Linked DNA regions of Hordeum vulgare: region 2 is linked to region 1. A link is a contact called in public Hi-C data. All regions are on one chromosome and are shown on one strand. Each heading gives the region's core, a stretch centred on a gene start, on an enhancer-like site or on the middle of the called end of the contact. The rest is flanking DNA. Distances are from core to core; before and after follow the strand shown.

What was found. A called contact is a pair of places that touch in the nucleus more often than the background predicts.
Region 2: a Hi-C map of leaf shows a contact between it and region 1, with 6 times the contacts expected there. The contact joins the promoter of LOC123428147 here to the enhancer-like site in region 1. A contact is called at or near these places in 2 of 6 Hi-C or Micro-C datasets (both in leaf).

Annotation. Positions count from the first base shown.
Region 1 is chr1H:176,827,566-176,834,195 of MorexV3_pseudomolecules_assembly, forward strand. It overlaps LOC123428140 (maspardin), which reads left to right. Exons shown (of 8, transcript XM_045112305.1): 5 at 623-731; 6 at 855-962; 7 at 1,284-1,424; 8 at 1,501-2,111. The coding sequence ends at 1,773. Among protein-coding and RNA genes, the nearest start is that of LOC123428140, 47 kb to the left of the region's middle. Within about 2 kb of position 2,981, at least 3 of the 3 cell types and tissues checked have open chromatin away from gene starts, as enhancers often do. A contact at or near this core is called in leaf, where this site is marked.
Region 2 is chr1H:176,944,792-176,951,421 of MorexV3_pseudomolecules_assembly, forward strand. It overlaps LOC123428147 (tRNA pseudouridine synthase A 1), which reads left to right and starts at 4,069. Exons shown (of 6, transcript XM_045112324.1): 1 at 4,069-4,261; 2 at 4,368-4,488. The coding sequence starts at 4,199.

The DNA.
Region 1 (6,630 bases), core at 1,731-4,230:
CCTCGCTTCTTCGTGGTGGTCATTGTTGTACCTAATCATGCATAAGGTTTCACTTTGAGGTAGTAGCCAAGTCTCATCCAAATGCATATGGAGCTCAAGTAGGAGAGAATTGACCTCGGTTCCTATGGCACACGCAAAGAAAGAAGGATTGATTTGCAGAAATAGATGTTGGCGGACTTGTCCCTGTGATGCTTGTGCAGTCGTGTTTGTCATCGTCTTTGTAATCCTGTATGGGTCGTGTTGTTGCTGGCTGTTGTTCAGGCTCTCACAGTGGACGTTGTCTTTGCTATCTACTGCCCTGCCAGGCACTCTTGTTCTAGTTTAGGCTGGGCTTGTCGGTCTTCTAGTAGAGGATCGCCGATTCTTAGGTTGGCGATCCTTTGGTCGTTTGGTTCTGTAGTTGGGCCATGCCTCTGTGGCGATGCATGGGCCGTGCCTATCTTAGCATTGTATCATAATGAAATTACATGCAGCTCTTCTGCATGGTTTGAAAAGAAAAGAAAATGTCAAAAGATTTCTTCGATGCAACATTAGCTAATATTTTATGTTTGTATTTTTCCTGTAAATCATAACTACAGATACTAATCATTTATTCTGTCTCAACTACTTTCTGATATTGCAGTGTCAGCTGGACCCCTTCTTTTTTGCTGAAGAGATATCTCTTAACAGGAATCCGAGATGGTCCACATGAACCATTCATTGCAGATTCTGTGGATTTTGTAGTCGGTCAGGTTGTATCACGTTCAAATACTTAGGCATGTTATAAATAATAAGTAATCTATAAGTAATGGATCTTGATGCTCTTCTGTTTTTCCTAGTTTATGATTTGGTAAGATTGAACTTCTGCATGCCAGGTAGAGACATTATCAAGGGAAGACCTTTCGTCAAGGTTGATATTAAATGTTAATGTTGCATCAGTTGGGTCATTATCACTACCTGATTCATTCGTCACCATAATGGATGTAAGTACCCAACTCAGTTATATAACATGACAGATTAGTGCATTTAAGTTTTTCTTTATTATTTTTACATAATTCCAACGATTGCCTGCGAGAGTTTTTGCTGTGGTCTTTGGTTAATTTAAGATTAATAAATCAGTTCCTAACCTCTGTGACTCTTATGCTTAGACAAGCATGTTAATCTTGTGTAGCATATAATAATCTCTGCATTTGAAACCCTCAATTCATAAGGACATCCAAGATTGATTCTTTCTCCTATCTATTAGTTTTGACACTCCAGCATCCCTTGTACGGTAACTATGTTCAGTTAACTTCTATGCACAGACGAGCGACTACTCTGCTGTTCCTCAGCAGTTGAAGGACCAAGTGAATGAAAGGTACCCAAGTGCAAAGCGTGCAGTACTGAGGACTGGTGGGGATTTTCCCTTCCTGTCACGTCCAGATGAGGTCAATCTGTACCTTCAGGTATTGTTGATTACCTTCCTTTTCCATTTGTTTGTTAATGTGGAACTTTGAAGAACAGATTGCAAAACACTGGCAGCTACACTTAAGGCGAGTTGGAGTAGAACCAAGACCGGATCTAGTCCAGGGTTTCACACGGGGTGGTAGCTCCGGGAGCTCAAACGACCACGAAGATGGAAACAGTTTTGATGACCATACTAGAGATGATGGGCACCGTAGTTCAGGAAGAGATGGCCGTAAGACGGAGCGCTCTGAATCAGGGCCACCTAATTCAGATGGACTGGTACCAACAAGCATAGTGCTAGGTATGGTCAGTTCAGCTCTGCATGTTTCCGTATGCGTCTGCTCATGATGCACCATTACTATACATCTGTTTTGTATATTTCTTCAAGCCGGTTGTTTATTGTATGAAGTAGCGAATTATGCCATTTGCCGGAATATAGAACTCATCTTTTAGAATATCAGCAGACCCGTGAGTGGCGCAACTGCATTGGAACTGGTTCTATCTCGTCACTGCTGCCAGGAAGTTACACAGCAACTGATGGAATTCATTCATGTATTTTGTGTAATAGGAATTTCTTCTTTATTTTGTGTTTGTAGGCTTGTATATTGATGAATTGTAGATGCCTGAGACATGATTGTGGTTGCTTGTTTTTCTTTGAACAGAATAAATTGCATAATCTCAGATAATTTTGTAGTGTCTTCCCTGTTTTAATCTCTACAGGAATAGTTAGACGCGCTTTGCTGCGTCACTGGTGTTGGGATTTTTTTCATAGAAAAATTGTTATTTGCTATGGCGTGTGGGGAAGATGGAGTGTGTTTTCCTTTTTCTATAATGTTGTGTTCTTTTTAAACACAGTCCCTTAGACCCTGATTCATTAATTTGAATCAATTAAGATCGAGGAGAGTTGCTCGGTTAATTAACGGAAACTGTGAGGAGACCAACACATCCTTCGCGGGGCACCAACAACACACGTTGACCCTGAGGCCGCGCATCGTCGTCTCTGTCATCTGAGCAAACTCATAGCCGACATCCTACATCTATCTTTGAAGTAGCCGCTTTGACATACAAACAGTAACCACGCATGTCGTCTCTGAGGCCGTGCACTAGGCAAGCCGCGAGCTTCATCATCCAAGTAATTGAACTCGACACCACACAACCATATCTGGAGTCGTCGCTTCGACATCAAAGTCGACCTTGAGGCTACGCCCCAGGTTGGTCAACAACACTGTCACCCACGAGACCAATGCCAACACCCCTCCATGATGATGAGCTTCGAAATCATCGCTTTGACTTCCAGGCCAGCCCCAAGGTTGCGCATCACACGAGTCGATTGCTCTTGCAGGCCAAGACCATTCCAAAACGCCGCCGCCATAGTCTGTTCTAGGAACCTGCAACAGGGGTTTCCCCGGAGCACGAGAGAAGAGGTCTTAGGCCCTCGAACGAAGACGCCTTCAAGAAGGTGTGGGGCGCCCACAAGTGTTGCCGTCGTCTGCTTTGGCCAAGGCTAGAGCAAGGCTTTCACCTCCAGAAGCCAAAAGAACTCTTCCCCTCGATGCGGCCATCACCAAGCGTCCCTGACATGATTGAGGACCGACGCACTGCCGTAGAGTTCCAATGTACCCAAGCTCCAGGTGTGGCGCTGCCCACACAACCTCCACGACCGCCATCATCGAAGAAGGGGTTTGGGGCCACTGCCCCCGCGTCCGACCACCACACATTCGTTAGATCTGCCCCGCAGGAGCACCAACACAACCCGTCGTGCAGCCGTGCCGCATGAAGCCACCACGAGTATGCCGATGTGTCGTCCCTCCCCTCCCTCCTGAGACCAGTGGATCTGTGCCATCCCCCGCCAGAGCCGAGTCACCCGTCGTCGGAGCCGCGCCCTAGCCACCTTCGTGCACGCTGCACGCGCATGCCATGAACCATCCACCTCTGCGCGCGCCCGCCTCGCCCAACCGGACCTCCACCATGCGTGCACACCATCCCCACCGTGTCCATGCTGCTAGTGGCCGCCAGTAGCCCGCCACCACGCCGTCTTCTTTAGGGCCGTCGGATTCGCGCTGACCAGCAACGAAGCCGTGCCCGCACGCCCTACTCGCCAGATCCACCCCCCCCCCCCCCCCCCACCACCACCCGGAGCCAGCCCGGGCTTCGCCGGCGGGCTCCTCAGGCGGTGGTGAGGTGAGGAGGAGGAGGGGGCTGGGGTGGTAACGGCGCCGGGGAGATCCCCCGAGTCACGACAGAGAGGTGACGCGAGGGCAAGTCCGGTCCTCGGACTTTGCTACGTGTGATGCATATCCATAATGTTGTGTTTTGATGGACCTTCCTTGTGGTGTGCTTCTTTGTGGGGTAACCTACGAAGCATCGATACCGGATACGGTAATTTTTAAAAACAGCAATACGGCGATACGTTAGGCATATATAAATAATGATAAAATAACATGTAAAAAAGCTAACGTAACAAAATGTATGAGATGAGATCAAAATACCGCATCACTGATTGCCTAATTGATTCCATACCTTCGTGTTTCTCATTCTAAAAACCGCACTATCAGCAATGGGGTAACACAACCAATCGATCATAGACTGCCACAATCTAATTTGAACTGTAATACATATTAACATGACAACATAAAGTCAACAAATCTTTTAGTGTTAAAAACTTAAGATTGTTAAATGACAAACATATATAAAGAGCAACCTTAGATTGCACAAGTTGGCCAAATAATGGAGGGGTACTACTCTTCTTCCAACATTTTAAAAGTTTTTTCTTAATAACGATATAGAGAGCACAATCTTCATTGAGCTCTTTATTCTCATAATAATAAATATATAAAAACTCTCACCTATGAACACGACGATAATTAAAATCAGCAAGCAATACACATCAATAATGCAAAAGTTAAAAGATGACATGATTTATATTTGTATCTTCTTTCTTAGCAATAGGAGACATCAACAACATCAGCAAGTAATTTTACGCCATAAAAATCAACAAACAACGAGCCAATAACATCAACAAGCAATTTTATCCAGCAAACAACATTCTTAGAAAGCACTTTTATCCAACTACTACATCAGTACACAGTACACGTACACTAACTATATGAACAGATCATCGATACATTAAGTTATGAGCAATACTCAGTGGCGATACTTCAAGGATACCCGTATCGCTATTTTTTCTTTTATTTTTAAATTTAAAAAGACGATACTTCGGGGATACACGTATCGAAGACGTATCTGACGTATCGGAGTATCGACGAAGTACTGAACGGCGATACACAGATTTCTGAAGTATCGGTGCTTCGTAGGGGGTAACTTTGGAGGTGTTTGTTTGACAAACGGAAAGGCGAATGGAAATAGGAAACGCTAGAACCAGAGGTGTAACAACAGATTCAGTGTTCTGTTTGGATCCCACTTGTAAAATTATAAGTTTACTTGCTTCGGCCCCGACATTGTAATCACAATACAACACATGCGCTTTGATTTCAATTTCATGAAACAAACACATACTTTTAATATTTTTGCATGCATTCAATGCAAAAACATCTTTTAACGAGGATTTGACACCAATTTTAAGGTGTTTCATAATTTTAAAATGCATATTAAGCCATGGATACAAACACAGAATTCAACAACACTTCAAAATAAACGATATAATTTGTCCCAAAATTATTTTTATAAGATAAATTGAAAGGCTAATTTCATACTTGCAAAGCAGCTTTTCCGTCAACTGCATATCTTCTTTTCCAATCACCTTCTTGTCTTTCACATATGCTAATAAGCACGAGTTAAATAAGAAATAAAGAAAAACAAGAGAAGAGTCAATAATATTTTTTTCACAACATAACTTGCAATAAGGGGTGCACATACATAGCTTACATTTCATAATAGCATAAACTTGCTAGAAAGATCATAAAGAGGTGCACCACCTCCAACAAGCATAAACATCAAATGCATATACCGACAGGATTTCCCCATTTACTATACACATACTTCCATAGATAAGTAACGACAATATTTGTTCTTTTTTCGAGAGTACGCCAATGACGTACCATATTTTTATAGAAGATAGAAAGTTATTTACAAGAACTTGCGATCGATGGGAACATCAACGCAAGTGAACCACAACACTCCTACTCCAACACGTAAGCATAAATCTACTCTCTCACAAAACGGTTGAGAACACCAACACCTAGTCCAATATCCTATGTGGTTGTGTAGCTCGCCGATCTTTTTTGTTGGTCAATCCGGTTGAACATAGGAGCATTTCTTTGTTCCCAAAACGACCAAGCCACCGCAATAACAAACTTGTCGAATCATCTCTTCCCCACAGTGTGAAACTTCTTCTTGCTTGTAGCCACCACTCCAACATGTTGTCTTCTAGTTGCGGGTATTGCACTTCCAAGTTCAGACTAGCTAGGCACTTGTCCCATACTAGCCTAACATATATACATTGTATGTTGATGTGTTCCATGTTATCCTCCTCTTGCAAGCACGTGTAACATGGTGATCGTTGGTCTTGTAGTGCATGCTTGGCACGTCTAACCGATGTTGAACAACCAGCCAAGGATGCGTTTGGTTCACATCTGTGTTTGAGGGATTTTTTTCATACTTGTCACGGCTGGGCCTGGCTGAGTTAATGCAGGCTAAAAAACAACATCTCCATGTAGTTTGGCCATCTGCATTAGGCTATTCGCATGAGGGGGGCAATATGTTAGCATGCTGTTTGGTTGCCTCCATCGTTGTTGTTAGACAAATAACATGTTGTCTGATTGCAATCGGCTAAACATGTGATCACCACTTCTCACTAGTGGTGACCTTACCACACACACACAACATTGTCTTCTCCTAGCTAGGAAACAAATGGCAGTGTATTCTAGCGACTAGCAAATGAGAGTACAAATTATTAAGTGTCAATATAGCTGAATAGTCGAAAGTTCAATGATGCTAACTAGGTGTAAGTTCATCTTCTTCCTCTTCCTCTCCCTCTTCCTCTCATTCTCTTCTTCTTCTTATTCTTCTTCAAATCATGGTTTGACCTCTGTTATCCCACATTGCCCGAGCCCACTCCAACCGTTTGGTCTTCCATGCTTCATTCTCAAACGCCTCCACACCATGGCCGGAGTTGATCACCTCATTAGGACTCACATCATCCTCCTTTAGCACAAGTTCATTAGTTCACCATTATAGGATCTAGTT
Region 2 (6,630 bases), core at 2,819-5,318, 120 kb after region 1:
TCTAAATGACATAATTAGCTTAGTTAGCTCCAAAATGACCTATTTAATAAAAAAATGATCTATACTTAGCTAATTATCCTCGAACTGATATAATTAGCTCCAAAAAGGCATTCTTAGCCAATTTAGCCCGAAGAAGGGGACAAGACGAGAAGAAAGAGGAAAAATGAAAGGAAGGAAGAAGAAGAAGAGGAGAAGAAGAAGAAGGGGAGGGAGGAGGATAAGAAGAAGGAGAAGAAGGAGGAGAAGAAGGAGAAGGAACTCCTCCTTCTCCTTCTTCTTCCTCCTTCTTCCTCCTTCTCCTTCTCCTTCTTCTTTTCTTCTTCTTCTCCTCTTCCTTCTCCTTCTCCTCCTTCTCCTCCTCCTCCTCCTTCTTTTACTTCTTATTCTTTTTCTGTTCTTCTACGTAGCTTAGTCTCATCCAAGAAAGCCTAAATTGGCTAATTATCCATCTAAATGACATAATTAGCTTAGTTAGCTCCAAAATGACCTATTTAATAAAAAATGACCTATACTTGGCTAATTATCCTACGAAATGACATAATTAGCTTAGTTAGCTCCTAAATGGTCTATTTAATAAAATTTGACCTATAGTTAGCTAAGTGCTCTCCTAAATGACATAATAAGGCTTACGTAGCTGCAACATGACCTATTCCCCCTAACTTAGGTATTAAATGGACTATAATTAGCCTAGCTAGATCAAAAATGGCTTAATAAGCATAGTTTGCTCCGGAATGACCTATTTTTACCCAAGTTAGCTCCGAAACGGCCTATAGTTAGCTAGGGTTCCACCTAAATGACATAATTAGCTTAGTGAGCTCCTAAATGGTCTATACTTAGCTAATTTCTCTCCGAAATAACCTATATACACACCACTTCATCTAGTATTATTCTTCTAACTTTCTTATTTGTCATTTTGCAGATTACCTTCACTTCACGGGAAGCTTGGAAAATATTGATGGAATGCTTGAAGATGATTTCTTGTACCATGGGTTGTATTGAAACTATTGTAGTATATGAATATATGAAACTTTGTATGCACGTGGATGAAACTGGTGTAATATATGAAACTTTGTATGCACATGGATGCAACTTGAAAGCTGGATATAAGAGGTTATTTTAATATGGTTATGAGTACGGAAAGAAATTTATTTATGTCAAATATATATATATATATCCTGATTATTGTTAAAAATGTTGGATATAACAAAAAATAAATAAAAAAGGGGCTGGTTCCCCTCTTTGCCGTCTGCCGCCACATGGCAAAGGGGGGAGGCAGACGGCAAAGGGGGGAATCTGCCCCCTCTCTCTCCCCTCTTTGTCGTCTGCCCCCACATGGCAAAGGGGGGGAGGCAGACGACAAAGGGGGGAATCTGCCCCCTCTGTCTCCCCTCTTTGCCGTCTGCCCCCACATGACAAAGGGGGGGAGGCAGACGGCAAAGGGGGGGAATCTGCCCTCTCTTTCTCCCCTCTTTGCCGTCTGCCCCCACATGGCAAAGGGGGGAAGGCAGACGACAAAGGGAGGAGGCCTGCCATTAACACTTAACAGGGACGTTGCAATATATGCCGTCCCAGTTAATTTGCCGTCTGCCCCCTCATGGCAAAGATTCTTTGCCGTCCGCTTTGGGAAAGCAGACGGCAAAGAACCTCTTCACCGGATTTTTTTGCCGTCTAATTTGCCGTCAGCTGACCGACGGCAAAGCCTTTGCCGTCGGTGGTTGCACCCTTTGCCGTCCGCTTTGGTAGACGGCAAATTTCCGAATTTCAGTAGTGGGGGGAGCTGGTGGTCCGGCCGCCGACGAACTGGGAGGAGCACGGGCGACACAGTGCATCCTGGAGCGGCGCCACGAGGACTAAGCAGGGACGACATTCGACCGGCCGACGATGCCCCACTAACGGCGGTTGCGCTCACCCATCCCACACAAGGCGGACCCTTGGACCCTCGCGGAGCACTCCGACGGGAACGCGAGACAACGAGATGCCGCCGTCCCTGCTGGATCGTGCCAAGAGGCTGTGGGGTGGATGAAGGGGCGAGCCGGCGTGCTACACGACGGGAACGCCCGCTGCGAGGTCAGCAGCCTCCGCCAAGTCGGCCCAAGGGGGGCGCACTGTTGAAATCTGAGATGGGCTTAAGGCCCATGAGACAATTTCGGAAATTTCTAAGGGCCCATATAGGTGGTGGTATGGCAAGGGGCGGTGGAAAGTTTAGTCCCACCCTGCTAGTGGAGAAGGAGTTGGACACCTTTATAAGGGTCTCTCTTGTTACATGTTGTTCGAGCATGAGAAGAGAAGAACCCTCGCGCTCTCCTCCTTCGTCGCTTGCCTCGCCACGACGCGCCATGGGTTACGGGAATGAGCTGAGCCGAGCTCATACGTACGCGTTTATTTTTGCCGGTCAGGAACAGAGAGTACGTAACGGACGCGCCATGATCTGAGACGTCGGACCGTGGGCCATTAGCGACTCAGACGTTCCTTTTGCTGCTGCTGCCGCCGGCGACTCCGCCCCGTTCACCGCGTACACGATCGACGAGAGAGTAGGCCTCCGAAACCCCGCCTCTCCGGATCTTGTACGGGAAAGGGGCGATTAGGTTTTTGGGGAGCGACTAAGCGACTGCTCGACTCCGTCCGTCTGCTTCATCTACATCCACATCGCCTTCGTGATCGCCATGTCTTCACCAACCGGCGTCGACCGTCTCGCCCGCGAGAAGGCCGAAGCTGACAAGAAGGCGGCCGAGGATGCTGCCGCCGCTACTGCTACTGCTACGACCAACTGGCCGATCGGAGGGTATAACTTGTTTATTCTGCTCCTACTTATTATTGTCTTAGGCGTACTGATGATTTGCGTAGATATATGTACTATCTGTCTAGTACGCGATGCCATGATCAATTATGAGTATCTCATGAATCTAGTCAATGCCATGCTAGTGATTATTTCGTGGAATAATCTAATCAGAAAATTGCCTATTTACTCAACACGCACGAGGGAGGCAAGGGTCGGAGGAGGGGTCGTCGAGCGAGGGGCGACGACGGGAGAGGGTGCAGATGTTTACGAGGCGCACGCCGGTGACTGGGATGGCACGGGCGCGGCGGTCGCCGTCGAGGGCGCGGGGTCGCTCGGGAGGGGGGGGGCACGAGAGCAGTCCATCTTTCATCCGCTTTCCACTCGCCTTCGTTGTGGTCTTCGTTGTGTAAGCATCGGATGCATCGCAAGGCCAACAAAAGAGATCCTCCTCGAACTCATTCCTAGCCAACGCCGCAATAACATGTTGCAAATGGATCAATATTCAATTGGATGTGCGCCATAAAGGAGAGCTCACCTTTGATGTTGTGCATCCAAGTAACGTCTATGAGAGCTTGCTGCACGGTTCTTCTCCGCTTGGTCCACGTGTCAACCGCGGTGACGATAAGTGGAGCGATGTTGTCATCCTTGAAGTCTCGGATACATCAGGGCATCTCCAACAGTTTGTTGGTTAGCTTGTTGGTAAAATATGACATGTCATCAATCAATATTTTAACATACAACTACTTCAATATGTTGTATCTAGTTTGCCTAATAGGATGTGAGATAATAAATAAAGTGCTCTCTCATTTTACATTGAATCTTGTGCAAGAGTGTTGGTTAATTTACATACAACCTTACTCTTTTTCCTCATTTATTGCATGACACATCTTTAAAAATCTTGTGTCAAAATCTATCAATAAATATCTTACTACCGTTGAAGATGCCCACATCCATCTCGGTCTAGAACGGTACCTGGTCACCAGCTCCAACTTTGATGAGCACCATGCTATCGAAAACTGCTCTACCCTCTTTGTCCACCATAAGCGTTAAGCCCTGCCATGGACGATAAAAATTTGTTCTCCGTAACCATTCCCATCCCGCTCGCATAGCCAAAGTGCCAAACCTCGTTGCGAGTGTGGTGGCACAATGTGGAGACACCAATCGAAGAGAGAGGAGGATGAGTAGAAGATGTGTAGCAGCGATCTAATCGAACGAACTGCTACGTGAGCCATCGGACGGCTCGGGACGTGACCGATCCCAGCTGGCATCGGTCGAGGGAGCGTCCTCTTTTTTTCTTTTTTTTTTGAACAATCCTTTGTTTTGTTTGTTTGGGAAGACCATCTCCGCTGTTCGCTCTATTGCTCTGCATCAGATTGAGATTTTTATTTTTTTTGAGCTGCATCAGATTGAGAATTGGATATGCTGGGTTTAGCCGCCGTTCGGTTCGCCACCCCCCCTCGCGCTGCTGCCGGAAACATCTCGGTATAAGCTTTGTCCTCCTGTCTTTCTGCGCACTCCTTCCTACGATCTACATACGCATCTCACATGGAGTGGCTTCTTGGTCTGTATATTCGACGGGCGGCGACAGCTCGTGGATGGCAGCCTCCACGCCGTGCTGCGCGCGGGGGCGGACGACGCAGATTCAGCGGCGGCGGGGATCTCGCGCAAGTGGCGGATGGTGATCGCTTACGATGGTACCAAGTTCAAAGGTTGTTCTCGCCCCTCTTCTCCGCACCTCGATTCTTTAGATTTGTGGTGTTTTTGTGTATTTGATCGTTATTAGATTCTTGGGGGTGGTGATGAATGGCTGTCGGTGCTACCTAAGGACGGTTGCATCGAAGGATGAAGAGAAAGCAAAAGGTCTTGCAGAAGGGAGGTTTTCTATTACCGGGGTGAATAAAAGTGGAGGAAAGGCGGGGACTATCGAAACGACTTTTCAAGACACTGGCAGCGTGTTTGGTTGGAGGGACTTAAAGATTGGGAATGGGAGGTTAAGCTATGTGAGACTAAAAAACCCTTGATTGAAACGGGAACGATTCAGTTTATTGGTTACGTGCGCAAGCGAATGGACGTCGTTGAAAGTTTCCTATTCCCCTGCCTAATCCTACCAACCAAACAGAGGCAGTTAAGTCTCTTAAATTCTCTAGTCTAATTTCCTTCACACATGCCAATCAAAGGAATGGGATTTAATATCAATTTCCCATGATAATCCCTCTGCAAACTCCTATCTCTAAATTCCCATTCCATCTACCCGTCGCTGCCAAACACGCTGTGGGCGTAGGATTGGAACATGGTGATGGATAGTGCCCGCCTTCGTTTCGCGGTACTTCGTTTCATAACACCTTTGAAATGAAGTATCACAAAACGACTTTTGAAGACACTGGGCGAAGGATTGGAACATGGTGATGGATTGTGCGCGAGACGTTTACTTATATTGGAGGGAAGAGTTTACCGGAAATAACGGGGCAGTTATTGACATTTCTTCTTATCTTGTCAATTTTGTTATGAATGCCTCTTTTTTTGTTATTTTGTTGGTTTTGAGGTTTTCCTGTTGTGTTATTTATGACAATAACTACTTTAAACCGTTAGGACGTTCTTTAACCATTGGATGGTTATATTTGAATTTGGCGTAATGATGATTCATTTCGTGAGTATCCAAAGAATTGATGATGATTTTAAGTAGCATATGATCCTGGCCATTTATGGTTACACTTATTGGGGTGAAATTTGTAAACTATAGCCCCAGAGAAGGAGGTAGTTCTTTTTAGGATCTGGAGACATTAACTTACATGTATCACTACATAGGGGAACTAGACAAGATTCCGTGCGTTGCTGAGGGACACTACAAAGAGCGTAAAATAGAGGTGCACAACAAGGAGAAAAACGAATAATAAGAAAATAAAAGCAAAAAATGTACTTAGTGGCAGGACGTTTTTACCTATCGTTGATTAAGAAAGAGAAAACGGTAGAAGATAGCCTGTAAATATAACCCTGAAAGCAGCCTCCTCAGTCGGACCAATTCTGTCATTAAATTTGTACAGGATCTTAGTATCTTATTGGATTATCAAAAGTACTGTGTTGATCTCAGTGAAAGAAGACCATGCATCCTGATGTGCTAATACAAAATTATTAGGAAATAAGTGCACTAATTGGATAAGGGAAAGAAAGAAAACAACTTGTGTCATGAACACGGATTGAGCGTAGACGATAAAAGTGATAGGTAGGAGCCCGGGGAACAGGACCCTTGCGGCCCCCTGTTGGTGGAGCCATGATAGCAGGAGAGGTGCAGGGGACAGGGCACCAGAATTAGGACAGGCAGAAACAGAGAGTTCAAGATTGGGGATTAGACTTCTTGACTTAACTCACAATAACGATGGCTGCCTCATTATATAGAGGTTGGCCTTGCACATAAAACTCAAAGGCAAAGTTGGACTAGGACTCTTCCCTAAACTGAATGTGCAACTTTTTTTTTCTTTTTTTTTTTGAGAAAAAATGCTGCTGTATTCATTAATCACCAACCCCACAAAGTTCTTTACATAACACAGGCACAATCATCTCCGATGGAGCATCAAACCACACCACAGGACTTAAACTATTACAGCCAGCCTTTGCTAATACATGAGCACAGCCATTCACCGATCTACGGCACTACACAACACAGAAGTCAACAAAACGCCTGCATCTATCTTTTATTTCCTGCATCAGCGTTTCGTGAATGGAGCGATCCAGCTCTGAATTTTTCAGTTTCATCACTACTTCTCTGGAATCCAGCTCTAGTAGCAACCTGGAGATCCCGACCTGCTCAGCAAGTACGACGGTTTCATGTGCTACTAGTAGCTCTGCCAGCTCAG